Regions from separate parts of the Mus musculus genome. Here regions 1, 2, 3, 5, 6 and 7 are each linked to region 4. Evidence: chromatin contacts called from public ChIA-PET, Hi-C, HiChIP or PLAC-seq and promoter capture Hi-C data. All regions are on one chromosome and are shown on one strand. Each heading gives the region's core, a stretch centred on a gene start, on an enhancer-like site or on the middle of the called end of the contact. The rest is flanking DNA. Distances are from core to core; before and after follow the strand shown.

Evidence for each region. Promoter capture Hi-C pulls out the DNA fragments that hold promoters and counts their contacts. A called contact is a pair of places that touch in the nucleus more often than the background predicts. ChIA-PET counts read pairs in DNA pulled down with a chosen protein or histone mark. HiChIP or PLAC-seq counts read pairs in DNA pulled down with a chosen protein or histone mark.
Region 1: an H3K27ac HiChIP or PLAC-seq map of large pre-B cells shows a contact between it and region 4, with 2.1 times the contacts expected there. The contact joins the promoter of Slc16a11 here to the promoter of Trp53 in region 4. A contact is called at or near these places in 2 of 39 promoter capture datasets (liver and pre-B cells) and 3 of 115 datasets of contacts at active chromatin or transcription factors (large pre-B cells, microglia and pancreatic cancer cells).
Region 2: a promoter capture Hi-C map of pre-B cells shows a contact between it and region 4, with 4 times the contacts expected there. The contact joins the promoter of Rpl26 here to the promoter of Trp53 in region 4. A contact is called at or near these places in 3 of 39 promoter capture datasets (the C10 cell line, liver and pre-B cells), 1 of 115 datasets of contacts at active chromatin or transcription factors (memory CD8 T cells) and 1 of 9 other capture datasets (pancreatic islet).
Region 3: a contact with region 4 is called in a promoter capture Hi-C map of liver, with 5 times the contacts expected there. The contact joins the promoter of Med11 here to the promoter of Trp53 in region 4. A contact is called at or near these places in 1 of 39 promoter capture datasets (liver) and 1 of 115 datasets of contacts at active chromatin or transcription factors (pancreatic cancer cells).
Region 5: an RNA polymerase II ChIA-PET map of memory CD8 T cells shows a contact between it and region 4, with 9 read pairs. The contact joins the promoter of Arrb2 here to the promoter of Trp53 in region 4. A contact is called at or near these places in 2 of 115 datasets of contacts at active chromatin or transcription factors (memory CD8 T cells and microglia).
Region 6: a Hi-C map of regulatory T cells shows a contact between it and region 4, with 7 times the contacts expected there. The contact joins the promoter of Ctc1 here to the promoter of Trp53 in region 4. A contact is called at or near these places in 2 of 39 promoter capture datasets (the C10 cell line and pre-B cells), 1 of 484 Hi-C or Micro-C datasets (regulatory T cells) and 1 of 9 other capture datasets (adipose tissue).
Region 7: a contact with region 4 is called in a promoter capture Hi-C map of liver, with 4 times the contacts expected there. The contact joins the promoter of Pld2 here to the promoter of Trp53 in region 4. A contact is called at or near these places in 3 of 39 promoter capture datasets (liver and pre-B cells).

The regions. Positions count from the first base shown.
Region 1 is chr11:70,212,653-70,216,075 of GRCm38.p6, reverse strand. It overlaps Slc16a11 (solute carrier family 16 (monocarboxylic acid transporters), member 11), which reads right to left and starts at 2,166. Exons shown (of 5, transcript NM_153081.3): 1 at 1,812-2,166; 2 at 1,364-1,574; 3 at 978-1,121; 4 at 25-792. The coding sequence starts at 1,565.
Region 2 is chr11:68,899,635-68,903,305 of GRCm38.p6, reverse strand. Rpl26 (ribosomal protein L26) reads right to left here and starts at 1,740. Exons shown (of 4, transcript NM_009080.2): 1 at 1,682-1,740; 2 at 864-1,036; 3 at 1-127. The coding sequence starts at 1,031.
Region 3 is chr11:70,449,758-70,453,561 of GRCm38.p6, reverse strand. It overlaps Med11 (mediator complex subunit 11), which reads right to left and starts at 1,644. Exons shown (of 3, transcript NM_025397.3): 1 at 1,499-1,644; 2 at 1,224-1,354; 3 at 1-460. The coding sequence starts at 1,583. The coding sequence ends at 323.
Region 4 is chr11:69,578,498-69,581,807 of GRCm38.p6, reverse strand. It overlaps Trp53 (transformation related protein 53), which reads right to left and starts at 1,449. Exons shown (of 11, transcript NM_011640.3): 1 at 1,293-1,449. Wrap53 (WD repeat containing, antisense to Trp53) reads left to right here and starts at 2,559. Exons shown (of 10, transcript NM_144824.3): 1 at 2,559-3,138; 2 at 3,263-3,310. The coding sequence starts at 2,756.
Region 5 is chr11:70,430,744-70,434,439 of GRCm38.p6, reverse strand. Arrb2 (arrestin, beta 2) reads right to left here and starts at 1,860. Exons shown (of 15, transcript NM_145429.5): 1 at 1,687-1,860. The coding sequence starts at 1,709.
Region 6 is chr11:69,014,475-69,018,151 of GRCm38.p6, reverse strand. Ctc1 (CTS telomere maintenance complex component 1) reads right to left here and starts at 2,241. Exons shown (of 23, transcript NM_001013256.2): 1 at 1,987-2,241. The coding sequence starts at 2,019.
Region 7 is chr11:70,538,382-70,541,755 of GRCm38.p6, reverse strand. Pld2 (phospholipase D2) reads right to left here and starts at 1,484. Exons shown (of 25, transcript NM_008876.3): 1 at 1,142-1,484; 2 at 802-911; 3 at 563-693; 4 at 317-459. The coding sequence starts at 910.

The DNA of each region.
Region 1 (3,423 bases), core at 917-3,416, 630 kb before region 4:
CGAATCCGCGAGCTCAGCCCTTACCTGACAGAGGAGGGCCCAGGAGTCCCCCGAGGCTCATCAGCATCATCACCAGCCCTGTGGCCTGCACCACACCTCCAATGCCCACCAGCCCCGGGAGCACACCGAAAACCAGTGGGGCATAACTCCCAGCGCTCAGCCCATAGGCCCCAGCAGCGGCCAGCAGAGGAGCCCCCCAACCCTCCTCTGTCCCCACAGTGGGCACTAGTCCCATTGCTAGTACCCCTAACCCAGTCAGAGACCCAAACACCACCAGAAGCCTCGGAAGGGGCACCCAGCCCTGGTCTGCCAGCCATCCGCTGGCCAATCGGGCACAGGCATCTCCCACTGCAGCGACAGCCACCACTAACGCTGCCCCATAACCACCCATGCCTTGATCTAAAGCATGCGGACCCAAATGAACGTAGGGGACGAAGTATCCGCCCCCGATCAAGGCGGTGCCCAAAGCAAAGACTGAAAAGGCCCGGCGCTTGAACAGACCTAGGCCAAGGGCAGCTAGGGGGGTGCGAGGTGGGGCCAGCGGGTCACCAGAGAGAGCTAAAGGTCTTAGCAAGGCGCCACAGGGTGTGAGGTGAAGGGTGACAGCGCCAAGGAGGAGCAAGGCACCCCGCCAGCCGAAAGTATCAAGGAGGAACTGCAAGGCAGGTGCCAGGAGCAGCGAGGATGCCCCATTACCGGTGAGCGCCAACCCTACCGCCAAGACCCGACGGCGGGAGAAGTACCGAGAGAGGGTACCCAGGGCTGGGGCAAACACCAGGGCCCAGCCAGAGCCTGCAAATGGATAGGACAGGATGAGGGTACAGGCATGGCTTTGCAAACATTCTTTAGCCCCTCTTCTCCTCTGCACGCTCACGCGGACACACACACACACACCGCCTTGTACAGTCCCCTATCCTATAAGAAGTTCCTGTCCCCATTATCACCCCTTAAACATACAGCCACCCCACTCTTCTTACCAGCGAGGAGGCCCAGGCCGAGGTAGAGGTGCAGGAGGCTTCGGGCGAAAGCCGAGAAGACCAAGCCAAGCGAGGTTAGGACTCCCCCAACCATCACCACGGGGCGTGCCCCCCAGCGAGTGCTCAGGGCGCTGCCCACTGGGCCTAGAAGGGGGCGGAGTCAACGAAGACATGCCCCGGGACCCCCAAACTATCCGAAACATTTCTCATTGGCTGTTTTGCCTGGCCTGGTAACTCCTCCCATTGACCTCAAGACCCACTCTTCTAGAATTTGGTTCCACCAGTAACTCTCAGGTTGTCTGGTAATCAAGTCTGCTGTCTCCCATCACTACATCCACGGCCTCTCCACCCGGTGCCCGCCTCCCACCTCGGGGGGCCCCCCTCACTGGCTGCCTGCTGCACGGCCAAGGCCAGGGCGCTGACCCACGCAGTGTCCTGGGCGCTTCGTTCAAAGTGCTCCGCGAGGTCGGGGAGGGCAAGGCCCAGGGAGCGTAAGAGCCCGTAGGAGAGCCCGTTCACGGCGAATGCTGCGGCCGCCACCACCCAGCCCCAGCCCCCGTCCGGGGGTCCGGCCGGCTTGGGGGTCATCGCCGTCTGCTGGGGTGGGGAAACACCTGTGAATGAAGTCTCCACGCCTGGGCCTCCGCTAGGGAGCTGACGTCCCTGAGATCCAGCCTCGGGCTGCTCGCCCAGGGAGGGCACGTCGCCCGGAGCATGGGCGCGGGAACCAGGCCTAGGGATAGAAGTCCTAGGTGCGCGTGAGGTCCTGGGATGGAGGGGCAGCAGGATCCCCCAGGCCAGGGGCTCATCCTTCCCAAACCCTCTTTCTCTTACCCGACCTCTCCCGGCGTTGGGGGTAGGGAAAGGGCGAAGGTGGGTTCGGCCGGATTTTCTCCGCGCTTTCCGCAGAAAGGGTTCTGCGGAGCAGCTAGCCAGCACAGAGATGGAGCCCAACTTGGACCGCTCTCTCCAGTAAACAGAGATCACCACAGGGGCCCAAGCCACCTGGGACACGGGGTGGGGGTGGGGGTGAATACCGAGGGCGGGGGAAAGAGAGACAGCCAATCCACCCAGGCCTGGCTAAGGCCTGACGCCGAGTCCCACGAGGATTGAATTATCCACACACGAGCCCCAGCCCTGGTTGGGGAACCGCGAGGAGTGAGCGTACCTGGTGGCCGCGCCCCGCCTCTCCCCGCGCCTCTCACGCCGCGGGGCTCACACCCACGCACCTGCTGCGCACGCAAGAAGAGCCCGGTTGCACTCTTCGCCCGGCCAACTGCCCACGCATGAAAATAGCAGTGGTCTCCAAAACCTAAATGAGTTCTTGGATTCTCGGATTTGTTGTTGAGGATCCTGTAAAGCTCCAACATCAAATCACTCAAATCACTGGCCTCCAATGGACAACACCAGCATGCCCTCACTAGAAAGGAAGGCGAGTTCTCGGTACCAAGACCTGTGATGTTCCAGGCAGTCTTTACATACTTGGCCATTTCATCCTTACAATATCCCTATGAAGATGGCACTATCCCCATTTTACAAATGTAATAGCTGACCCCTAACCCACCCCAAAGCGTTCAGCTAAAAAAAAAAAAAAAATTGAACTTAGGTTTATACTATCGTGGGAGGATACAGGGAGAACAGACCTAGGAGTGACACAGAGATTGGGGACAGTTGAGGGAAAGAGCTTGGAGAGACAGATTGATGTGAACTGTAGTGGAAAGGACAGAATTCATGCAGAGCCACAGTGTGAGGGTGGCTGGGAATAGCTGAAAGGCTTGGGCAAGATTTTTTTTTTTTTAAGGAAGAATTCAGAGAAATAAACCCAGGTGTTTTTCTTGAAGATTTTAACGAGCAACCTTCTTTAGCAGTCACTATTGCTTTACTTCCGCCATTTGATTCATTTGGTTTAATCATTAAACAATGCCATTGAAATTTCAGCGATTTGCAGGTTGGAGCTTATATCAACCCGTAGCCACGGGATGGCGGTGTTTCCTAATTGATGAGAAAGTATCAGCCTAGAAAGGGAAGAAACGTAGCTGAGAAGTCGTGAAACTGGAAGACTAAAGAGAGTAGACAGACTTTCAGAAGCACATCACTGTGTTTGGGGAAGGCCTCACAACCATTAAAGGAGAGCCAGGCTACCTTCCCATCCCACACTCCCACCCCAGGGAATCAGCGTCCTCCCTCCTCAGTAAGTCTACCCTTTTCTCAGTTCTGGGTTTTCACATAAATGGTTTTTCTGCTGAAATGTCCTAGAACAGAAGACCATGAAGGTGTGAGGCCCTGCCACAGACACCTTAGGAAAGTGGCCTCACTGCATTCACCAGCCAGGAGCTGTCTGTGAAAGCCACCGGAGTGGTGGCGCCTGCAGGTACTCAGCCACCAAGGAGGCAGGGAACAGCTGGCTGGTTTCTTGAGAAGGCCAGTAAGAAGTCTGCTCTCTGTA
Region 2 (3,671 bases), core at 491-2,990, 680 kb after region 4:
TGCCCACATGGACGGTTGTGCCATTAGCCTTCTCTCGCTGGACTCGTTCGATGTAGATGACGTACTTCTTCCTGTACACTTGGACCACCTTGCCAATCTGCTGGCCTTTGTAGTGTCCGCGAACAACCTGAGTGCAAGTGAAAAAAAAACTGAGCAAGGGCTAGAGTGTAACCCAGAGAACCAGAACTGCCGAATCATTCATACACTGTGCACCTCCAGCAGACCCACACGTCCCCTTTTTGGGGTGGGAATGGGGTTACTGGGACTCAAATCCAGGACCTGTATATACAAGGTAAGCACTATGTGAACAGTGAGCTAAATCCCCAACCTTTTCATCTTCACAGACTGGAAACAAACCAGGCCAATCACCTATAGCAAAGAAAGGCTTTCTAAATAACAGACAAATCAAGACTGTTGCCATCCTATAGCTGTTTTCAACCCATGTCGATCCTCCCAAAGAAGTGTTTCATTTTATTAAGTATTCTTAAAAAGTGTTAAGATGTGCCAGTCTCGAAGTGCACACCCTTTATCCTAGGGCTCTATCTTATCTCTTTTCCAGGTCAGCCAAGGGCTACCTACACAAAGAAACCCACCCTGCGTTCTTTTAAAGACTTCCAGAACTTACCAATCACTAGCTATAAATTACAGCTACAGATAATCTCTCCCCAATAGAGCTAATAGAACCCCACACAAAGACATTAGCAAACCGCTGAGGCAGGACCAAAAAGCACACTGCTTTCCAGTTCTTTTGATGCAAAGCAACCCTTTCATACATCAAATGCAGGTTTTCTCACCCCCCCCCGCGCCCCCCAAATAATCGTAAAATTCCATTCAGCTTCGCCTCGCCAAGCAAGGACACATACCTGAACTTCGTCATCCTTCCGAATGGGCATAGACCGAACGTTATACTTCTGTCTCAGCTCTTTGGAAAGAGGGGAAGACATGATCTTCCTCCGAATGTGAGAGGGCGCATTGAAATGCCGTTTGCGGTTCTTGCTTCGGTCAGAAGTCACGAAGGGATTGAACTTCATTTTGGCTTAAAAACAAACAAAAAAAACAAAAACAAAAACCAGAAGACCCTTTAACGTTTCAAGTCTCAACCAGTTCCCTAAACAGCATCAACTCCACTCTGAAAGCACACAACGTTCACTGGAAGGTATCATGCTCGGTTACTCCAGACCTTCCCATCTGAGGGTTTTTTCGTCTTTAAAGACTGAAAACAAGATGAAGACTCTGCCATTAGTAACACCTATCCTACTTTTAAACTTGACTTTCCAACTTCAGCATCCCGGGAGGGTCCTACACAGCGTCGGTCTTTACCTTCTCATTTACCGCTTCTGGTGCTCTGCATTTTGCCCCCCACTTGAGCATGGAAGCAAGGGCGGATCTCCAAGCCCTCCCAACTGGCGAGAGGGCAACCGCACGGCTGACCCGGGGCTTATGATTATTTAACTCCATCTCCATGGGCCCCGCCGGCCTTCGAGTCCACGAACCTGGTCCCCTTAACCCTCTCCAGCCCCGCGGGCCCTGGCTAGGAAAGACACGGACCGAGCCCGCCCCAGTTCGGCTCCCTGGCTGATGCCGGGCCAGCAAGGCCGTCTCGGGGCCTCGGGACAGAAAAGCCTCCTCGCCTCGCCGCGGATGGCTGCGGATTACCAGCGACAACCCGCCGAGAACTCACCGGCTGCGATCCACCGATGGCCGCAAAAGGAAAGAGAACTACACGCGACTTCCGGTTCTGTAAGTTGCCGCGAGATCTCGCGAGAGTCTCGGAGCGAAAGGGGAGAGGAGGTTGGGAGAAAAGAAGAAACTAGGAATGGGAGTTTAGCGACATCTAGCGGCTCGGAGGGGGACTGCGAGGGGTCCTGACGTCATCCCTCGGAGGTGTGCGTGGTAGGCTTAGTCCTCTGGGGAAGGCAGTGCTCCTGGGATGAAGAGGGTTGCTTAGGGACGGTAGGCCGGCGTGAGAGGACCTGGGGGACCTCACCCTTTCATTCCTGGGCTCCGGGCGAAGCGCAAGACCTACTTTTAGGCGCCGAGTGGCTCTGGGACCTTGGCCAGACGGTTACCTCGGTGACTTGACCCATAGGAGTTAGTTCTTATAATTAGCCCCAGCCGGCCGCCCCCACATCTGGGTAGACTACTCTGGGTCCTTCTGCGAAATTGAGACCATCCCTCACCTGGACGGAAATAGGTCTTGGCCCCCTGATGATGCCAAGTTGCCGGTTCAAATCACACTTAAACAAACAGACCCGAGGCCAGATCCCCCGGAGCTCCCGGGGACTGGACCACCAACAAAAGATTACAGGCTCCGGTCACAAACGGGGCAGAGGATGACCTTGTTGGACATTAGTGAGAGGGGCGGCCCTTGGGCCTGAGGGTGTTCCATGCCCCAGTGTAGGGGAATGCCAGGGCGGGAAGACGGGAGTGGGTGGATGGGTGGGGGAGGTAAGGACAGAGGGGATGGGATAGGGGAGTTCCGAAGGGGAGACCTGGAAAGGGGAAAACATTTGAAATGTAAATAAAGAAAATATCCAATTTAAAAAAAAAAAAAAGGAAAAGCCGGCATTGGTGGCGCCTGCCTTTAATCTCAGTACTTGGGAGGCGAGGCAGGCGGATATCTGAGTTCGAGGCCAGCCTGGTCTACAGAGTGAGTTCCAGGACAGCCAAGGCTACACAGAGAAACCCTGTCTCGAAAAACTGAAAACATGAAAAGAGAAAAAGAACGGAAGAAAGAAAGAACGGAAGAAAGAAAGAAAGAAAGAAAGAAAGAGAGAAAGAGAGAAAGAGAGAAAGAGAGAGAGAGAGAGAAAGAAAGAGAGAAAGAGAGAAAGAGAGAGAGAGAGAAAGAAAGAAAGAAAGAAAGAAAGGAAGAAAGAAAAGAAAGAGACACGGGGTGGGGGGACACTCTCATCGCAGACAGGTGTACCCTTTAAAACTATGACCTCAACCCCCTCCTGAGAGTTCTCGGTTCCAGATCTGATGGAGGTAGGTCAAGGGGATCCGATTCTCTGCAAATGGGTTCGGAGGCATCGGTTTCTGTAGATAATATAGCCGTCATGCTAACAGGAGGCACATACTGTCTTAAGATACAGGGAGCTTACGGAACACTAGGCAGGACACACTCTTCTATACCCTTTCACATCACTAACGTCTTTAGGCTGATGCAGGTGTACTGTCCTCAGTTTACAGAGTGGATAACTGAGGTACGGAGCAGTGACAGGAAGGTGCAAAGGGACACAGGACCTATGACTTCTAGAGAAGTTTAGAACCTATGAGGCTGGCTCTCCGGGTCCCCCTAGAAACGATATGACTCGATATCAGAGCTACACAGAGAAATCCTGTCTTGGGAAACTCGATATGACAGTTCCTACAAACTGTCAAGTTGAAGAGCGAGAAATCATACCTTTGAGGGTTCAAAATAGAGTCATCAGTATTCATGATTTTAAAATAGTGTGTTGTCAAATATTCTGTAAGAGAAAGAGCCCCAATTTTATATGTCACTGAAAAATTGAAAGCTGGGTTTGCTGGTGCACACCTTTAATTCCAACGTTTGGGAGGCAGAGGAAGGGGGGTGGTCTCTGAGTTTGAGGCCAGTCTGGTCTACAGAGTGAGTTTCAGGACAGTCGGGGCTACACAGAGAAACCCTGTCTTGAAAAACAAGAACAAAA
Region 3 (3,804 bases), core at 395-2,894, 870 kb before region 4:
CTACAGGTGTGAGCCACTGTGTGTGCTTATAAGAACACATTTATTTTTATTGGGCCAAGTCTTCTGAAACTCCAGGGCAGGGTGCACATGAGGAAGTGGGTTGGGAGTTGACCTCTGACCTCTGTCTGATCTTGCATAGTGGAAAACAGGGCCGTCTTGCTGGAAGAGTCAGAAGAGATGTGTGTACACTGGGGCTTTGGATTCTTCAGTTCTCCTTTCTGCCTTGTGGTCCTCGTCTGCCCTGACCAGTAGGGCACGTGTATGATGCACTGCTCCCCATCCTACGGTCTCTGGTGCAGGGCACACTCTGGATCATCCGAACTCAGTTCTCCAGCATCTGCTCACAGGTTCTCGCCACATCACTAATCTTGAGGCGGGCGTAGTCTACTCGCTTTAGAGCCATTTGACAGTCCTTCCTGGAAGAGTAGCTGGAGCCCTCATGCGGCTGCCCTGTGGCCACCTACAAGTCAGATCAATCAATGGGGTACTGCCTCTCTTTACCACCCACAACCGGGCAGTATTATTTCTCTGGTCTCACATCTTTCCCAAGTTTGATCTACATTAGTTGACTGGTAACTCAGTGTTCTAAGGCAACAACAACAACAACAAAAAAAAAAAAAAAAGAAAAAGCTTAACCACTGTGTGAACCTCATCTATGAAATAGGGACCACAGCGAATACTTCCTAGAGTTTTAGGATATGCCCAGCACACCACAGATGTCAGTAAACAGTAGCAGCTGGAGTAAAGACTCTGGAAGCCTCTTAGCGATGTCTGTCTTCTTAGTCCCCAAGCAAATATGGCCTCACAAGTTTCTGGGAACAACGTTCGGTAGCTTCAGTATTTATTTATTTATTTATTTTTATTTATTTATTTCAGTACCTGGGCCTCTTTATGGTAGGTAAGTGCTCTAACACAGAGCTCCAACTCTCTTTCTGACCTACTGGGTCTGAATTGCCCAGACAAGTTTTGAACTTGTGATCTTCCAGCCTCAGGCACTTAAGTAGCTCAGAATACCGGCCTGTGCCAGCTGGTATGCCTAGGGTATTGTTTATACACCCTAGACATTTTTAATCCTTTCCTTTTAGAGGACTAAACCAGCCCTGAAATGAAAGTACCTATCGCGTAAGAGGCAGTCTTACCTAGCTAAAGCTCAGGGAATCCCCAAGGCTAGGGCGTTGGTTCAGAGCTGGGGTCCCCGCCCAGCACCTTCTAGACACACCCACCTGAGTGAGGTAGCGGATTTGAGCGGATAGCTCTGCCTCCACGTGCTGCACAGAAGTGGTGAAGGCTGCCGCCTGCCGGTCGAGGAGCCGCTCGTTAGTCTTTTCCTTGGACAGTTCCAGGATCGCCGTTCCTGCCAGGGCGGGGAGAGGGCGATGTCAGACCCAGGCTTCAGACTCAGCCCCGCCCTAAGGCTAGCATTCAGGTCCCGCCCCAACTGCACGCAGAGTCCCGGGCTGGTCTTCACCCCTTGCCGTCTGCCCCTCGCTTCCCGAACCTGCGTTCTGGAGGATGGCGCCGATTTCACGCTCGATATCCTCCAGGGCGCGCAGCCGCTCGTTCGCCAGACTGTAGGTAGCCATCGTTCCAGTGGAAAGCCCCACAGGCCGTCTTTTGCGAGGTGTGGCGCCACAGCCCGGAAATGCCTGTTAATGTGCGCCTGCGCAGAGGCCACTGCAGCGAACACTACAATTCCCAGGATGCTCAGCGCGGCCTCGCCCTTCCGAGTCTACCTGGTCTAGTCTGACTGCCAGGGCGCTAATGCCAGGCCAGACAGGGGTGGAAAGAGGCGGTTATTGACTTGTTTTCTGACAGGATCTCAGTTTAGACCAAGTTGGCCTGGAACTCATAGAGATCCTCTGGTGTAATAGGTCTGTCAAAAATGAAGATAGTTTAAAGAGATACTTGTATCTCTTCAGTCTTGACTATCAGAACTTGTCTTCCAGAAAGAGATTTTACACAGTTCTAACAACTTGTCAGACCACTTTACAGGATGAGACTGAAGCCCAGATAATGAATAGTCAGTGATGGGTGTGACCACACACCTTGACTGAGGGTGGGGGTGCGGGTGGGGGTGGGGTACTTAGATGTGCACAACCTTGCTCTATTTAAACTTTGATGTTGCGTTAGCACCCTGAAGACTGACTTGAGGGGGCTTGCCGGATCTCTTTGTCACTCTTCCCAATGTGGCCACATTGGATACGTCTCCTTTTTTAACTTTCCATTTTTAATTGGCTTATTAAAGAAGGGTGGCCAGACATGACTTGGGCACTAGTCTTCCCCTCACCCCCTTCCCCACAAATTGAGTATCACTGCCTCTGCCTCCCTAAATACTGGGATTAAAGATATGAGCCACCACTGAAACAGCCCTGTGGCCCAAAGCCACTCAGACCTCTCTGATTTAGTTAACTGTCTGACTTACTGAATTTATAAGAATTTATTATTAAGCATTGGCCCTGGGCCAGGTGATGACAGTGGGAGTTCAAGTGGGTTCCTCCATACTGGGTAGTCATGGGCTCTTTGGTGGCCAACCTCTCCCAAGGAAAGCATGACATTCTCCGTGCCTAAGGCTTCTTCCTGATCCTGAGCCCAGCTCATTCTCATGTCCTGGTTCCTTCCCTCGACCTTTCTGTCTTTGATTATCAATTAGGTGTGCTAGGCTCTATGGATATAGAGATAAATGAAATGTTCTCTCACTCAATGGTGTTTGTTAGCTTATTTTATTTTATTTGGTTTTTTTGAGACAAGGTTTCTCTTTGTAGCCCTGGTTGTCTTGGAACTTGCTCTGTAGGTCAGGCTGTCCTCGAACTCACCAAGATCCGCCTGCCTCTGTCTCCTGAGTACTGGGATTAAAGGTGTGCATCACCACTGCCCACCAAGATTTATTTATTTAATTTGGTGAGTAAGGGTATTTTGTATCTGTATGTGTGTCTGTGAGTGATGTGCATGCATTGCTCATGGAGGTTAGAGAGGACATTGGATTGTTTAGAACTGGAGCTGTAGGCAGTTTTGAGGTACTGTGTGGTTGCTGGGAATTGAACAGGTTCCTCTGAAAGGGCAGCCATTGCTCTTAACCACTGAGCCATCTCTCCAGCCCTGGAAGTGGTTCTTGAACTGAATTCTAAAGGGCTGTTGTGATGGATGAAAGGTTGTTGTGGAAAAGGGAGCTAGTATTCTCTAAGAGATGGGGCTGTGAAGGAGCCTGGTATGGTTGAGGTCCAGTGAGGAGTTCTGTGTATGTGGAGTGAATGGAATGTGATTGGTGCTCAGGGCTGACATGAAGCTGGAACAGGAAGTTCAGGGAAGCTCAGAAGCTAAGTAATTGAAATTCATTCTAGGATGCTAGAAGAAGGGCTTGAGATGTTAAGAGCACTGGCTGCTCTTGCAGAAGACCTGAATTCAGCCCCCAGCATTACGTCAGCTGGCTCACAACTACTTATATCTCCAGCTCCAAGAAATCAGATATCAAGCTTATCTGGCACCAAGGGGAGGGGAAGCCTTTGGTCCTGTGAAGGCTCGATGCCCCAGTGTAGAGAATGCTAGGGCAGTGAGGCAGGAGTGGGTGGGCGGGTGGGGGAGCTCCCTCATAGAAGTAGGGTAAGGGGGAATGGGGTAGGGGGAAGGGGATAACATTTGAAATGTAAACAAATAAAATATCCAATTAAAATAAATAAGTAAATAAATAAGAAATCAGATGTCCTCTTTTGTCTTACACGCAGATGCCTGCACACATGTGACACAGACACACACAAGTGAAAGGGCGGAGGGTGGATTAGGGAGTAGTGGGTGTGAATATGCTCAAAA
Region 4 (3,310 bases), core at 200-2,699:
TACCTATCATTTATTCTTTAGACCGAAACTAAATCTTCAGATGGACAAAAAAATTTACTTCCCGATCCAAGTGCAGTGTGGAAATAGTATTTTTACAAAAGAAAAAAAGGCACGCACGATGTCTGGTGCGCGATAAGAAACTGTAATGAAATGACCTGTTCTAAAAATTGAAGTGGCGGGGACAGGCATAGCCCACGCCCAGGCAGAGTCCCGCCACCTCCCGCTGGGAAGAACCGGATGGTGCGGGCTGACTGCACTTAGGACCGCCGGGCGCCCGGGGCCCAAGCCCGCCCCTTCCGCTTTCAGGACGCGCGGAATGCGTTAAGCAAGGGAATGGCTCACCCTAAAACCGGATACTCGGTAATTTGCTTTTCCGGCAGGAAGAAACGACCTATCGGCGCACTCTTTTAAATAAACACCTCCTCCTTTGCAAAAGCAATAACCAAGTAATCCAGAAAAATAAGATGTCGAGGACAGCAGTTTTCCTCCTCAAACCACAGAACCAGCCTAGAATCCATTTCTCCCCTTTCGCTACTCCCCCGTCGCCGGGCGAGCAGTGATCTGCTCCGAAAACAAGAAACCGGAAATGCTCCTGCAAGCGGCAGAAACGTAAAGGAGCCAAACAATAACAGGGCCGGCGGGCCTTTCAGACCAAGAGGCTGAGTCGGGCCCCGAGGGCAAATACTTCTGGCTAGCACCGCTAGTGCTTCAGGCTTTTCTTGGATTTTCTTCATCTAGCAGGGTCGAGAAGCGGCTGGAAAAAAAAAGAAATCACTCCAGGGACAAAGGTCCGGAAGTTGCGGGACCTTAGCAGCTAAGGCTCCCCGGATCACCCCGATCTCATCCAGGAACGGAACCCAGGGTTTCATTAGGATGCTATGGGGGGTCTTAAGTCTTAAGCTATGAATCTCGAAAAATCTTAAATCCTGGTGCTTTGTGCATGTTATTTCCGGAGCTTCCATCACCTAGCAGCGGGCAGATAAGTGTGTACAACGCGTAGCGGAGAGAAAACCCCTTAGGCCATCTCAGTGGTCCCTATATGCTCTACTTTGCAGGTGCATGACAGTGAGGCTCGTCGGTCCTAACATCATCATCATCAGCTACCCTCACTACAGCATCTGACATATACACTCCCGTTCATCCCGCCCGCCAAGCTTCCATTCCGCCCATCTCCATCGCGCTGAGTCCCCCCACTGCCCCACCCCCAAACCCCACGGTTTTCTCTAGTTTTATGGATGCAAACGGAGAGAGCCAGTGACCGAGAGGTCTCGTCACGCTCATCAATTACTTACCCAGTCTTCGGAGAAGCGTGACACCCTGCTGGGAAGGAGGAGGATGAGGGCCTGAATGCTAGGTGCCCCCTAACTGTAGTCGCTACCTACAGCCAGGATGGTCCCAATGAACTGAAGCTACAGAACTTTAGCCAGGGTGAGCACGTGGGAGGGGAAAGTCCCAATCCCAGCAACCCCCGCGAGACTCCTGGCACAAAGCTGGATAGTCGCCATAACAAGTAAGGGCAAGTCCTTCCGTGGGTTGAGGGCAAGAAATGGAGGCGGGGACTTGCAGAGTCAGGATTCTCCCTGAGATGTTGCCCTCAGCAGGAACGCTTTGTGAAAAGTCGTCTAAGATATAGAGCTGTGAGGGCAAAATGGGTGGAAACCGATTCGGAGGACTCCTGCCTCTGTGTCAAGTATAAAGAGTGGAAAGAATTAAGTTTTTATCGTAAGTGGACCGCCACTGTTCTGAGCTCTGTGCTCTTTCCTATCCAGCTAGATAGTCATAGCCATCTTTTTGGATTTTTAAGACAGAGTCTTTGTAGCCAAGGCTGGCCTGGAATTCGCGGCCGTCTTCCTGCTTTAGGCCTTCCAAGTACAGGGATGAACCAACACGGGCCCCTAAGTTCTTTTTCCCCTCATTAGCTAAAATGTCACTTTAGAAAGGCTTTTCATAGTATCTCAATCTAACGTGTTCTCCGAGATACTTGGTATCGCACCACCGTGTTTAATTTCCTGTACAGTCCTTATCACTCTCTGTAAAGACTGTTTTCACAGCCTTTAATTGCACAGCAACGAAAACTTTATGGAGATTAAGAACTAGAAAACATTGCTATTTTTTTCCCAATGCCTTGTATAGTCCTGGGTTAGGCAGTAAGAACTTGATAATAAATGTCGAATGAATGAAGGGAGGGCGGGGGAGAAAGGGAAAGAGAGGAACAAGAAGGGGGGAGAGATGGGGAGAAAGGAAACCTGAGGTTACGGGATTCAAAACAAGATAGTCAAGAGGGGCAAAAACTGTAGAAATTATGCGCCCTCTGCAGGCCAGGGAGGATAGGCGCTTTAAGAATTACCCCCAGGGGACGGTAGGGGGCGCTCGTGTAGTTTTCGCCAAGGCCCAGAGTTCAGACTACAACTCCCAGAAACCTCTAGGAATTCTCCAGCGCTTGAGGTGTAGGCAAAGTCGTTCCTTCCCGCCTTCCCGCTCGGAATCGGAGGAGGATGCGGAGAGCCTATCGGAAGGTGGCCCGACTCCCGCGAGAGCAAGAAGCCCTGGCGGCGCCTAGCGACCCTAGGCGCTTGGCTTTGGACACTCGTTCCCTGGTGATTGCTTTAGGTTCGGCTTACATTTTCCGGAAGAGGAAAGCGGACTCCGGTCTCTGAGCATCCCTGGGAACGGTAATGCACTCTAGCCTCGGCAGCTGGTAGCCGGCTCAGCGAGACTTGCCCGACCTCTGCCTTCCGGGGGCTTACTCTACAGAATGAAGACGTCGGAGGAGCGACTCTTAGCTCCGGATAGCCTCCCTCCTGACCTGGCCCCAGCTCCGGTACCCCAAGGTTCCCCAGCGGAGAAAAATACAGACTTTGAACCGGTGCCTCCGCCATGCGGTGGTGATGACCAACCCCAGCTAGCCACAGATCCCGTGGCTAGCTTGGTTGTGTCCCAGGAGCTTCAACAAGGGGACTCTGTACCTCTGGAAGTAGAATTTAATACTTCCAGTGAGTTGAGTCCTGGAATCGAGGAGCAAGATGTTTCTGAACATGCGAGTCTTCCCGGAGAAGAAACGAATCTCCCCGAGTTGGAGTCAGGAGAAGCCACGGAAGGTGTGTCTGAGGAACGCGCTGAAGTGGATGAGGGGGACACGTAAGTGACACTGGAATCTGAGGAGCCTGGACCTGTGAGAACGACAGCCACCGGTCCTCAGCACCATTTTATTTCCATTTTGCTCTGACGACCCACGTTTGCTGTTTCTCCATCTCCTTTCCAGCTTTTGGACCTACAGCTTCTCGCAGGTACCCCGATACCTCAGTGGTTC
Region 5 (3,696 bases), core at 611-3,110, 850 kb before region 4:
GGGAAAGGACCCCAGGTAACACACTGAATAATGCCCCGTGTTCCATCCTCCCTTCAAGCACCATGTAAATGTCTGCTCAGAAAACCACTTGTCTCTTCCTCCCCAAAAGCCAAGCTGTCCATACATCACAGGGTCATACTTAGGGTCATATGGCATATACATAGGGCGCCCCTACGTATCCCCAAGTAATAAGGCACATTGGGACATGGTGGCAGTTAGAACAATCACTCTAATTTCTGTCCCAATTAGGGCTGACAGCTCAGACATCACCTAGGCTGGCTAGCTCTTCTACCTCTGGTTTCTTCCTGCCCTGTATTTTCCCCCAATGGGAGCCCTGACAGAGCCTGTGACAGCCATAACCAGTGTGTCTCAGGCAATTGCCCTGGGGTAACTACAGAGCATCTGCTCTCTACATCTTCCCCAGCCACCTCTTGCCTGGTTAGGGAGCGGGCAGTGGGCACATACTGAGGCTGGCCAAGGAGGCAGAGTAAGGGAATGACCAGGGAGGTACCCAGCTTGGGGGGGGGGGTGCAGCTAAAGCAGATGCCTCTTAGCACTTCCTGCCATTCTCTCCATTTCCTGTGGCCCAGAATTTGATGAGATGGTAGGGAATTATGCCAAGTCAGCAGTCTTTCTCTGGACCATCTACCCCCTCCCTGAAGTACACAACGGAAATTTGGGGGCCTCCCCCCAAGTAAGTGACTTCCCCTTTCTCTGGGGTGTTTAACCTCAAATCCAGGAGGTCAGTCTTCCCTGTGGACATCTCTCTCAGATATTGGTCTTCTTAATGCTGAGATGCCTACTTTCTCATACTCTAAGGGCAGTGGGAGTGGTGGGGTTGATCCCATGTTTTGCAGAAGTCACTGCTCATAATCAGGCCCTTATTCTTGGTCCTCTCCGGCTTGAGGCACATAGCCCCTACCTATTCTTTAGCTCTTGCTCCTTTGGAACTCAAGCATTCACCCCATGTCCTCTTGGGGGTGTTGGGTCACAACAGGAAGTGGATTTTGCTATAGACCAAAAAAGAGAACTCTGGTATCAGTGGAAGGAAGGAGCTTCGATTGCACAGAGAACATCCGGGGAGAGGATGTGTGTCCAGGGGAGATACTACCTCTCCCCTCCACCCCCAGGAGAGGAATACAGTCCAATTTCAGCGAGGGTCCCTACACACTCTTCTCTCTCAAGAAGAAGCTGTTGCTCCTAGCAACCTAGAAGGCAGAAGTTTGGTAGCAGAGCTATCGGGCCCTTGGGACAGGTGGGAGCAATCAGACTGTGGGGTATTGGGCAGGAGGCTTTCCATTGGTTGGGCACGAGTCTAGGGGAATCCCTTCCCAGCATCCAGTCTCCCAGCACACAACCCCTCGGGGCCGGCCACCTGCTCCTCCTTCCTCCGCCCTTGCATCACAGCCTGCACAGAGAACCCAGTAGTCCGACTCCTACATCTCTGCGAGAACCCAGGCGTGGGTTTCCCGATCCCCATCAGGTCTTGCTTTTTGCAGGAGCCCTAGCACGCACGCTCCACTCCAATATCTCAAGGACCAAGGCTTGCGGCCCCGGACCGCTACCCTCTAGGGACCCAGGCGTCCGGCCCCGGGGTTTCTTCCCCGGTGTCCTTGTCTGTGGATCAACCTGGCACACCCCACGAGCAGCCGCCCATGCCCCGCGGCACGGCCCCACCTCCCTTACCTGGTCCCGGGTTTTTCTCCCATGGTGCGCGCGCGCTCGCCGCCCTCCGCCCGCCGGGTTCGCGGCTCGCTCGCAGCCTCCTCGCCTGCTGCCAGGTCCCCGCTCCTCCCCGCGCCACTGCGCACGCGCGTCCTCACTCTTTCTCCTCCTTCCCCTCCCCTCGCGGTCTGGGTCTCGGGGAGCCGGGGCCAGCTGCGTCAGCCGGATCCCGCGCGCCGCGGCGCAGCCCGCCCTCCTCGAGCTGGCTCCGCCCCACGCCTCCGCCCTCCGTTTCCCTCGGGGAAGCCTCCCCGCGCCGTCCCTACTCCCGATCTCCCCGCCCCTCCTCAAGCTTTTAGAACTAGATTGGGCCCCTTTAAAAGCAGGCGGCCGCCTTCGAGGAGATTAGAAGCAGCTGATTGGCCGTTGGTATCCGTAGCCCTGCAGGGATACCTCCCCTTTGTTTGCTTTCACTGTAGTGGAGGAGGGACGGGATCGAGGGGGCGGTGGGAATGAGCTCAAGTGCTGTCTAGTTCTGAGGGCCAAGGGCTGCCCACGTGGATGCACCGTATCAGTTGCGTGATGATGCTTGCTTTGGGACGCGCTGCTCATCCCTGAGCTTGCAGCCTCGTTTGGCCTGCCTTTCCCGCGTTCTTGTGGTCTTCAGCTCCCCCTGGTGTATCGTCTTTGATTTTTTTTTTTTTTTTTTTTTTTTTTTTTTTTTTTGTGCAGGGTCAAACATTAAAACATTTTTCAGACCTTGTCATCTCGACTGTCTATCCTAGCTATCATTCACCCACTCCATCCATCTCTTATTTTCTTCATCCTTCCCTCCCTCTCCATTTCGTGTTAGTCATTGTGCCAAGCCATCGGGACCAAACATGAATTATCATGGCCTAACTTTCCTGGGATCTTTGAGACATAGGAACAGGTATTATATTATGCTCCCAGGAATGCTATAATAGAGGTATGACTCAGAACATCAAGCAACTAAAAGCCCAAAAGCCTTTGCTTGGCCAGCGTGGGGGAGGAGGGAGTGCAGTCACTCACTCCATTGGATGGGAAATTTGAGGACAGACATTCTGAAGGATGGGCAGAAGTGGGGAAAGGACATTCTTTATAGACGAGTGCTTGTGGGTTAGATGGCAGGAGGCAGAGAGCTGCAGACTGTGGAAGGAAGAGACTGCGGAAGGCTTTGTATAGCAGGTGAAAGAAAGAGCCTGAGGATCTGTAGTGTTTATCTAATTTAATGTAATGTAATTTTCTGCTAAGGCCTCACGCATGCTTGGTAAGGACTCACCACTAAGCTCTGTCTTTAATCGCAGCCCAGCAATGATTTGATTGGATTTTGTTTTTCACCAGAGGAATGTCGAGATGGGATTTCTCTTTTCCGGTAACACAGAGCATAGCAAGACCGCTAGAAGATAAGCTAGTCAAGGGAAAACGATGAACAGGGAGTGGAGGGGGAACAGAGGGGCCATATTAGAGGTTCGTTGCTGGGGCAACATTGACTGGGTTTGGCAGAGGGTGAAAAGGGTGACTGACAGAGACAGGTTTTTCTCCTCTTCGGTCTCTTCCTTCTACTCTTACCCATTTCCCCTCAGTGGAATACCTTCATGCCTCTCTCTCCACTTTTCTCCATTTGAAAAACAATGTACACGAGAAAAAAAAATCTCAGATCATCTTTAATTTTTAAACATAGACCTTGTTTAACACCTGCTTACCCCTCCCCCGTTCTATTGTCACATTTTAAGTCTGCTCTTTCATTGTTACAATGTGTTACACTTTATGTGTCTGAGTGCTAGCCTGCATGTAAGCATGGTCATCACCATTTGTGTGCACAGTGCCTATGGAGGTATCAGATCCCCTGGAACTAGAGTTACAGGCAGTTATAAACCTCCACGTGGGTGCTAGAAAGTGAACCCAGATCCTCTGTGAGAACAAAAAGTGCTCTTAACCACTGAGCCATCTCTTCAGCCCCAATATGATTCTTTGAGACAAGGTCTCACTCTATAGCCCTGGGTGGCCTGG
Region 6 (3,677 bases), core at 992-3,491, 560 kb after region 4:
TCAGCTAGTTCTAATCATCATAGCTCCATCTCTGGTCAATATCCCATATTCAGCACATCCTTAACACCTTGAAAAACCACTTTCAATGTCCTAAATTATTTTGGCATTCTTGTGTAAACAGTCCTACTGACTTAAACCTAGGACAAACACTCTCTCTTTGCATTCACTCTCAGAGTTTTGGACAGTGGACCAATCCACTACCCAGATAATACTTCATTGACATAATCAAAGGCTAGAAGTACATTGTTTTCATTCAGGTTTGCTTGGTTTTGGTTGTTAGTCCTCTCATGCCCTGCCCATTACTTGACAACCTTTCTCAAAGTAGTGACACCACCTCAAAGTGAAATCAAATTTGGGGGGAGGCAGATGTCACTTTTTTTTTTTTTTTGAAACAGGGTGGTTTCTCTGTGTAGCCCTGGCTGTCCTGGAACTCACTGTGTAGACCAGGCTGGCCTTGAACTCAGAAATCCGCTGCCTCTGCCTCCCGAGTGCTGGGATTAAAGGCGTGCGCCACCATGCCCTACTTACACAGTATATTTTGAGGGAAGACTCAGTTACATAGGGAAGACTTTGGCTTTTGCCGTTGGTTGTTCGAGGGGAAAAGGGAAACTAAGGACATTTACCGAATCAAATGAAACAGGTCTGTATTTTGGATAACCCCAAGATTCATTTTGTATAATGTAAGCCTAACACTATACCCTCAAATACTTGAATTGCCTACGTTTGCTGTGGTGGTTGTTGTTTTTAAAACAGGGTTTCACCATGGAGTCTTGCTACCCTGTAACTTGCTATATACACCAGGCCTGCCTGCCTGTGCCTCCCAACTGCTGGGATTAAAGGCTTGGACCACCACACCCGACTGCATCGTCTACCTTGAACGAACGACCTTTAAAAGAGGACTGTTGCTCAAGGATCTCTCCTTTAGCTGAGAGTTCTCTCTCCTGAGAGCTGGTCTCATCACTCTGCCCAGCACTGCAGCACAAATGTCCTCTTTAAAACCACTCCAGCACTAAAGCCATGTTCACTGATCAGCCAGCTAGCTTGAATCCTTGGCTACTCCTTAACTGGCTCCCTGTCATTTACAATATCCACCCCTTTAAATTCTAATGTCTTACTCCTTTGGGTTTGTTTGTTCTTCAAGACAGGGTTTCTCATCATAGCGCTGGCTGTCATGGAACTCACTATGTAGACTGGCCTCGAACTCACAAGAGATCTGTCTGCCTCTCAGTGCTGGGATTAAAGGTGTAAACCACCATGCTTGGCCTTCTCTTTACCTCTGGTACCCCAACACTAACACTGCTGTAGTGGAAGAAGATACCATAGACTCTGTTTTCAACCATGGTCTTTCAGCTCAACCGTCCACAGTACACTTCAGTAAAGTAAGACCCAAATCTCAAACAACCACTCCTTTGTCCAAAAAGGGCCACCAAGTGCGAGACATGTAGAGGCTAGCCCAGTGAATTACATAGCAAGCACCAGGTGATGTTAACGTGACGCTGTCATAAAAAGACCACTAACAACTACCAAGAAGTTGTTGCTTAGCAAGTCAAGACAGTTCACTATTCCTTCTGACCCCTCCACCTCCACCCAATGGCATTTAGCTTTTCAAACGATATTTGCTTTAACTCTTGCTTAGCAAAATGGCTTCTGCTGCCTAGTACCGTTTTCTGATGCTTTCCCGCTTAGCTAACCGGGGTACCCATCCAAGGACTGGGGCGTTTCTCCTTTCCCAAACCAGCTAAATCAGAGGGCCCCTGTAACCACAACAACCAGCAAGGCTAATCTCCCACAGAGCGTAAACCTTCGACAGTGGGCGGAGACGTATTCCAGGCTAGGTCGACCCTGGAACAAAGGGCCGGAAAAGCCTCCGCTCCCCAGGCCAAGACCATGGGCAATGGATGGAAGGAGTATAGGAAGAAAAGAAATTCAGGACAAGAAGGGAAAACAAAACAAAAAACCCACGAGAATCACACAAACAGCACTCACGGAGGTAGGTGGTTGTGCTCGGCAAGCAGCCATGATGAGCCAAACCCCTACCCTGAAGAACGCGCGAACTCCGGGCGCAAGTGCTCACGGGAGGGAACCTGTGACGTCAGGGAGCAGCACTGCCTCTTCCCTCTGCATCCACCAGGGTACTGGGGCGTCAGGGACCTTTTGCGGTGAACTTGCCGTAAGGAGCCTACTGGCCTTAAATTTGCAGCGACCCTTCCGCTTCTGACTCCTAAAGGCGGGAATTACAGATGTGCGTCACCAGATCTGGCCTGTTTTCCTTCTATAGTGACGGCGCGTCCGGATCCTAGTGTTTCACGTGGGGTGGGGCGGGCGGGAGACCGCTCGAGCGCACAGTCACTTGGCTCATAACACCTAAAATTTTCAGTCTCCCTGATCTTGTCAAGCAGAGATGTGCAATTTAAAAGTAGCCACAGACTAGATGGGATATCGCATGTGCCTTTAATCCCAGCAATCCGGGTGCAGAGGCAGGGGGATCTCTGCGAGTTTTGAGTTTCAGCCTAACCTGCTCTTCATAGTGAATTTCAGGCCAGCCAGAACTACGAAGTGAGGACAAAAAAGGGAGCCACGGGACACCATTAGCATATGTGATATGTGCAGTGGACTTAAGCCACTGCTGCATTTAGCAAGTCTTTTTAAATTTGTTTTTTACTCTAATGTCTAGAACTAATTTTTGCTAAAGAATTTGGTGGCCATATGTGACTCAATTCATGAAAGCCTTTGCTTTTCCTAATTCAGTCAGTCAGGCAATCAAGAGCTCAGTACTGGCGGAGGAAACAGAATTCATCTATGTGGCAGGCACATAGGATCGGGGTATATTCATTGAAGAAAACAAAACAAAAACCCTCTTGTTCTGAGGCAAGGAGATTGACGGGAAAACAGGCAAAATATATGGAGAAGAAAGAAAGAAAGAAAGAAAGAAAGAAAGAAAGGAAGGAAGGAAGGAAGGAAGGAAGGAAGGAAGGAAGGAAGAAAGAAAGGAAGGAAGAAAGGAAGAAGAAAGGAAGAAAAAGCAAAGCGAGGAGATTGTCTGGCATTCCAGTTCCAGGAGACCTGGCGCTACCTTTGTTGTTGTTGTTGTTGTTTTGTTTTGTTTTGTTTTGTTTTTTTGTCTTTCGAGACAGGGTCTCTCTATTGCCCTGGCTGTCCTGGAACTCACTTTGTAGACCAGGCTGGCCTCGAACTCAGAAATCCACCTGCCTCTGCCTCCCGAGTATTGGGATTAAAGGTGGCCCGGCTCTGGCGCTACCTTTTGAGTAACTGCACACGTGGTACACATACATTCATGCAAGCAAAACACTCAAACACATAAAAAGCAAGATAGAAAAGGAACCATGTGGCAGTGCAGTAATCCCAGCATTCAGGAGGCAGGAGAATCTTCCTGAGTTTAAAGCAGCCAGGGTTACATTAAAAAAAAAAAAAAAAAAAACAACCAACAAAGTAGCCAGTCAGTAGTGGCGCATGTCTTTAACCCCAGCAGAGGCAGAGGCAGAGGCAGGTGGATTTCTGAGTTCCAGGCCAGCCTGGTCTACAGAGTGAGTCCCAGGACATCCAGGGCTATACAGAGAAACCCTGTTTGGAAACAAACAAACAAAAGAAAAACAACAAAGTATTACACCTGCAAATTACTGTATCCCTTCATTCAGCTTCACTTTTGATGCAAACAA
Region 7 (3,374 bases), core at 235-2,734, 960 kb before region 4:
GCTAGCAGAAGAAAGAAAGAAAGAAGAAAGGCAGAAGAAAGAAAGGGTCTCTGTCCTGGGAATGGAGACAACTGGGAGGAGGGGGTTGCTAAGGACAATTCTGGGCATCCAGCCTGGCTAAAATATTGGCACAGTACTATGGAGGAGATCCAAGCAGGGAAAGTTTCCTGGGAACCAGGGACAAGGGAGGGGGCACGGCACAGAGCTGAGGAAGGAAAATGCCCAGGGGATAAGAGTCAGACAGACAGGAGTGAGTGAGGCTGCCATGGGGTGAGAAGTACCTGCCTTTCACGGGAAGCAACCGAGTTCTACTCACCGAGCCAAAGGGAGCAGACTCATCAAGACTTTGTGTCTCTGGAGGTCCCGATGCAGCTCCTGAAAGTGTCGGAACTTCTTCTTGGTTGTCCAGGTAAAGTCACCATGCGTCAAGCGAACAGAATATAGAGTACAGGTTCCCACCTGGGGATATGAAAATCTAAAATATGTCTTCTGGCCCAACCCAGGCCTCCACTTGGGCCAGGACTCCCTCTCTCGCCTTCCCTGGTATCCGCTGGTGACTGACCTTGGATCCGCTGGTGTATCTTTCGGTGCCCACCACCTGGGCTATAACAGGGACCCCAGGGGCGAACACCAAGGGGTGTGCTTTCAGAGGCTGAAGGTCATAGATGGCCAGATAGGGATGCATTCGATCAGCTGGGAGGGGAAAAAAGCAAAACAAAAACAAAACAACCCAAGGGTGTAAAGATCTCAGGAGGCCTCAGATCCCTATCTCCCCTCTCTGGGAGCCATCTCCCTCTATACCTGGATCCTCTCCTTCCCTCAGAGTGTCAACCTCATCTGGCTCCATGTGCAACTGGCTGGAGTTCAGATAGTCCCCATAGGGAAAGAGGTTCTTCTGGGTTACAGTCATCCTAGGAATATGAGGAAGCCTCAGGAAGGGACTCGCCCTACAGAAACACCCCTTCCCCATCCAACGCCCCCGGTCGGTCCTCTCCCGTCTTACTCAGTGACTCTCAACGTCTAGGGTTGTAGACCGACGCCCCTCTAACACCCACCCCTGCAACCTCCATTCCCTCCCCCAGCCTTCAACCAGAGCCTCTCAGCCCCGCTTCTCATTCCAAATTCAGGTCCAAAAAAGCACCTAGCTAAGGTGGGATGGCCTCGAACTGGGGCGAGGTTAAGTCCAAGGGAGGAGCCCTGGTGACAGCGAGGCTCGAAGTCAGGTCAGACTGGCTGGAAGCAAGGGTCCGGGCGGGAATGAGGAAGTTGCGCGCTCCCCGCCCAGGAGAGAGATCCCGAAATCTGGACGAGCGGCTGAGTCAGAAGGCCGTTGCAGCTCCAGCCCGACAGCGTCCCCGCCCGGTTCCCGGGGCTCCGGACCTCAGCCGCGCCACGTCCCGGGCCCCCGCACCCTGGATGCGGACCCCGGCGCCCGTGCGGGTTCGCAAGCAGGCAGAACTCAGCCAGGAGCCTACACCCCAGAGGGCCGGGGCGGGGCCGGGGTTCAGAGCCTGCCCTCGGGGGGCGGGAAGGCCCCCAGGGCTCACCTCCACGACTGTCGCGTCGACTGGGTCCCGCCCCCGCCGTCCTCTGCCCGCCCTGCGTTAGAGACGCCCGGGCCCGGGCCGCCCACTCCGGAGGCCGCCCACTCCCCAGGGCTGTCTTCTTCCTCCAGCTGCCCTCGGGGCACCTGCTGGCTATGTCCAGCACCCCCCAGTGTGCGATCCACGTAGTGCACATTCCTCTACTGCGCGCGCGCGCGCGCGCGGCCATTGGGTAGTCTGGTCCCCAGCACTGCCTGGAATCCGGGCAGAACGGCCTGGGTTGCGAGGACCTGCAGATGTCCCCTTGGTGGGCCCGGTACAGATAGCCTTTGTTGATGGAAGGTAATAAGAGCATAAAAAGCCGAGTGACTGCCAAGTTCGTTGCTGTATGAGAAATCGCATTCTTCATTCTTGAAACGCTCTTTTAACGCAGGAGTGATTAGCCCGACACTGAGCGACAATAACAGACCAATTTCGGAACCTGGAACCTAATCGCCTGTAAATTTCAGTCTGGAAAAAACTTTTTTTCCCCAGATCCTAAAGGCTGTCCTTTTTTTCCCTTCCAAATTTCCGCTGAATCATCATTTGAATTGTTTTAGGTTTTGTTCACTGGAAATGAACCTCCAATAAACATTTATGTGCCAGTCATTTTTGTGGACTTATTATTTTAATTCCTCTTCTGTAAACAACTAGAGTGGAACTACTGGGTCATATAAGTGTATGTTTAACTTACTGTTTGCTGTCGAGGTCTGGGCTTGGCAGTTTGTAGCTCAGCAGCACAGAGAATTGGAGAGAGTATTGTGAAGCTTGGGCATTGAGACCAGCTGAGGCTACACAGCAAAACACTGCTGAAAAAACAAACCCCGGGGCTGGAGAGATGGCTCTGTGCATGAGCTGAGGACCTGAGTCTGATTCCTAGCACCCACATGGCTGCTCACCAAGCAGTCCCCAGGGGATCTGATGTTCTCTTCTTGCCTCTGTGGCCACTGCACACACAAAACATTTATACACACAAAGCCAAAATAGAGAAAACAATTAAATACAAAAACTTTCCAAAATGGCTCTTCTATTTTATATTTCTAAAAACCAGTGTATGGTACTTCTGTTGTAGCTGCTCCATAGCACGGTGCACATTCAATTCCATAGATCCTTCCTGTTATCCATTAGAGTGGTCTGAAAGGTTTACCACTGCAGTCTTAATTGTACATCTCTGAATATTAACAGCGTTAACTGTATTTCCTATTGTCTTAGTTAGGGTTTTACTGCTGTGAACAGACACCATGAAAGGCAACCCTCATAAGGACAACATTTAATTGGGGCTGGCTTACAGGTTCTGAGGTTCATTATCATCAAGGCCGGATCATGGCAGCATCCCAGGCAGGCATGGTACAGGAGGAGCTGAGAGTTCTACATCTTCATCTGAAGGCTGCTAGCAGAATACTGGCTTCCAGGCAGCTAGGATGAGGGTCTTATAGCCCACACCCACAGTGACACACCTACTCCAACAGGGCCACACCTTCTAATAGTGACACTCCCAGGGCTGAGGATATACAAACCATTACACATATGCTTAAGTATCTTGATAAAGTATCTGTTCATCTTTTCCTAATTAAAAACCTTAATACATATGTGCATATCTATATATTAGATAGGATACCTCTATGTCAGTGGTTTTTCAGCCTGCAGATATCCTGCATATCAGATATTTACATTACAATTCATAACAGTAGCAAAATTACAGTTATAAAATATCAATGAAAATACTTTTATGGTTGGGGCTCACTACAACATGAGGAATTGTATTAAAGGGTCACAGCATTAGGAAGGTTG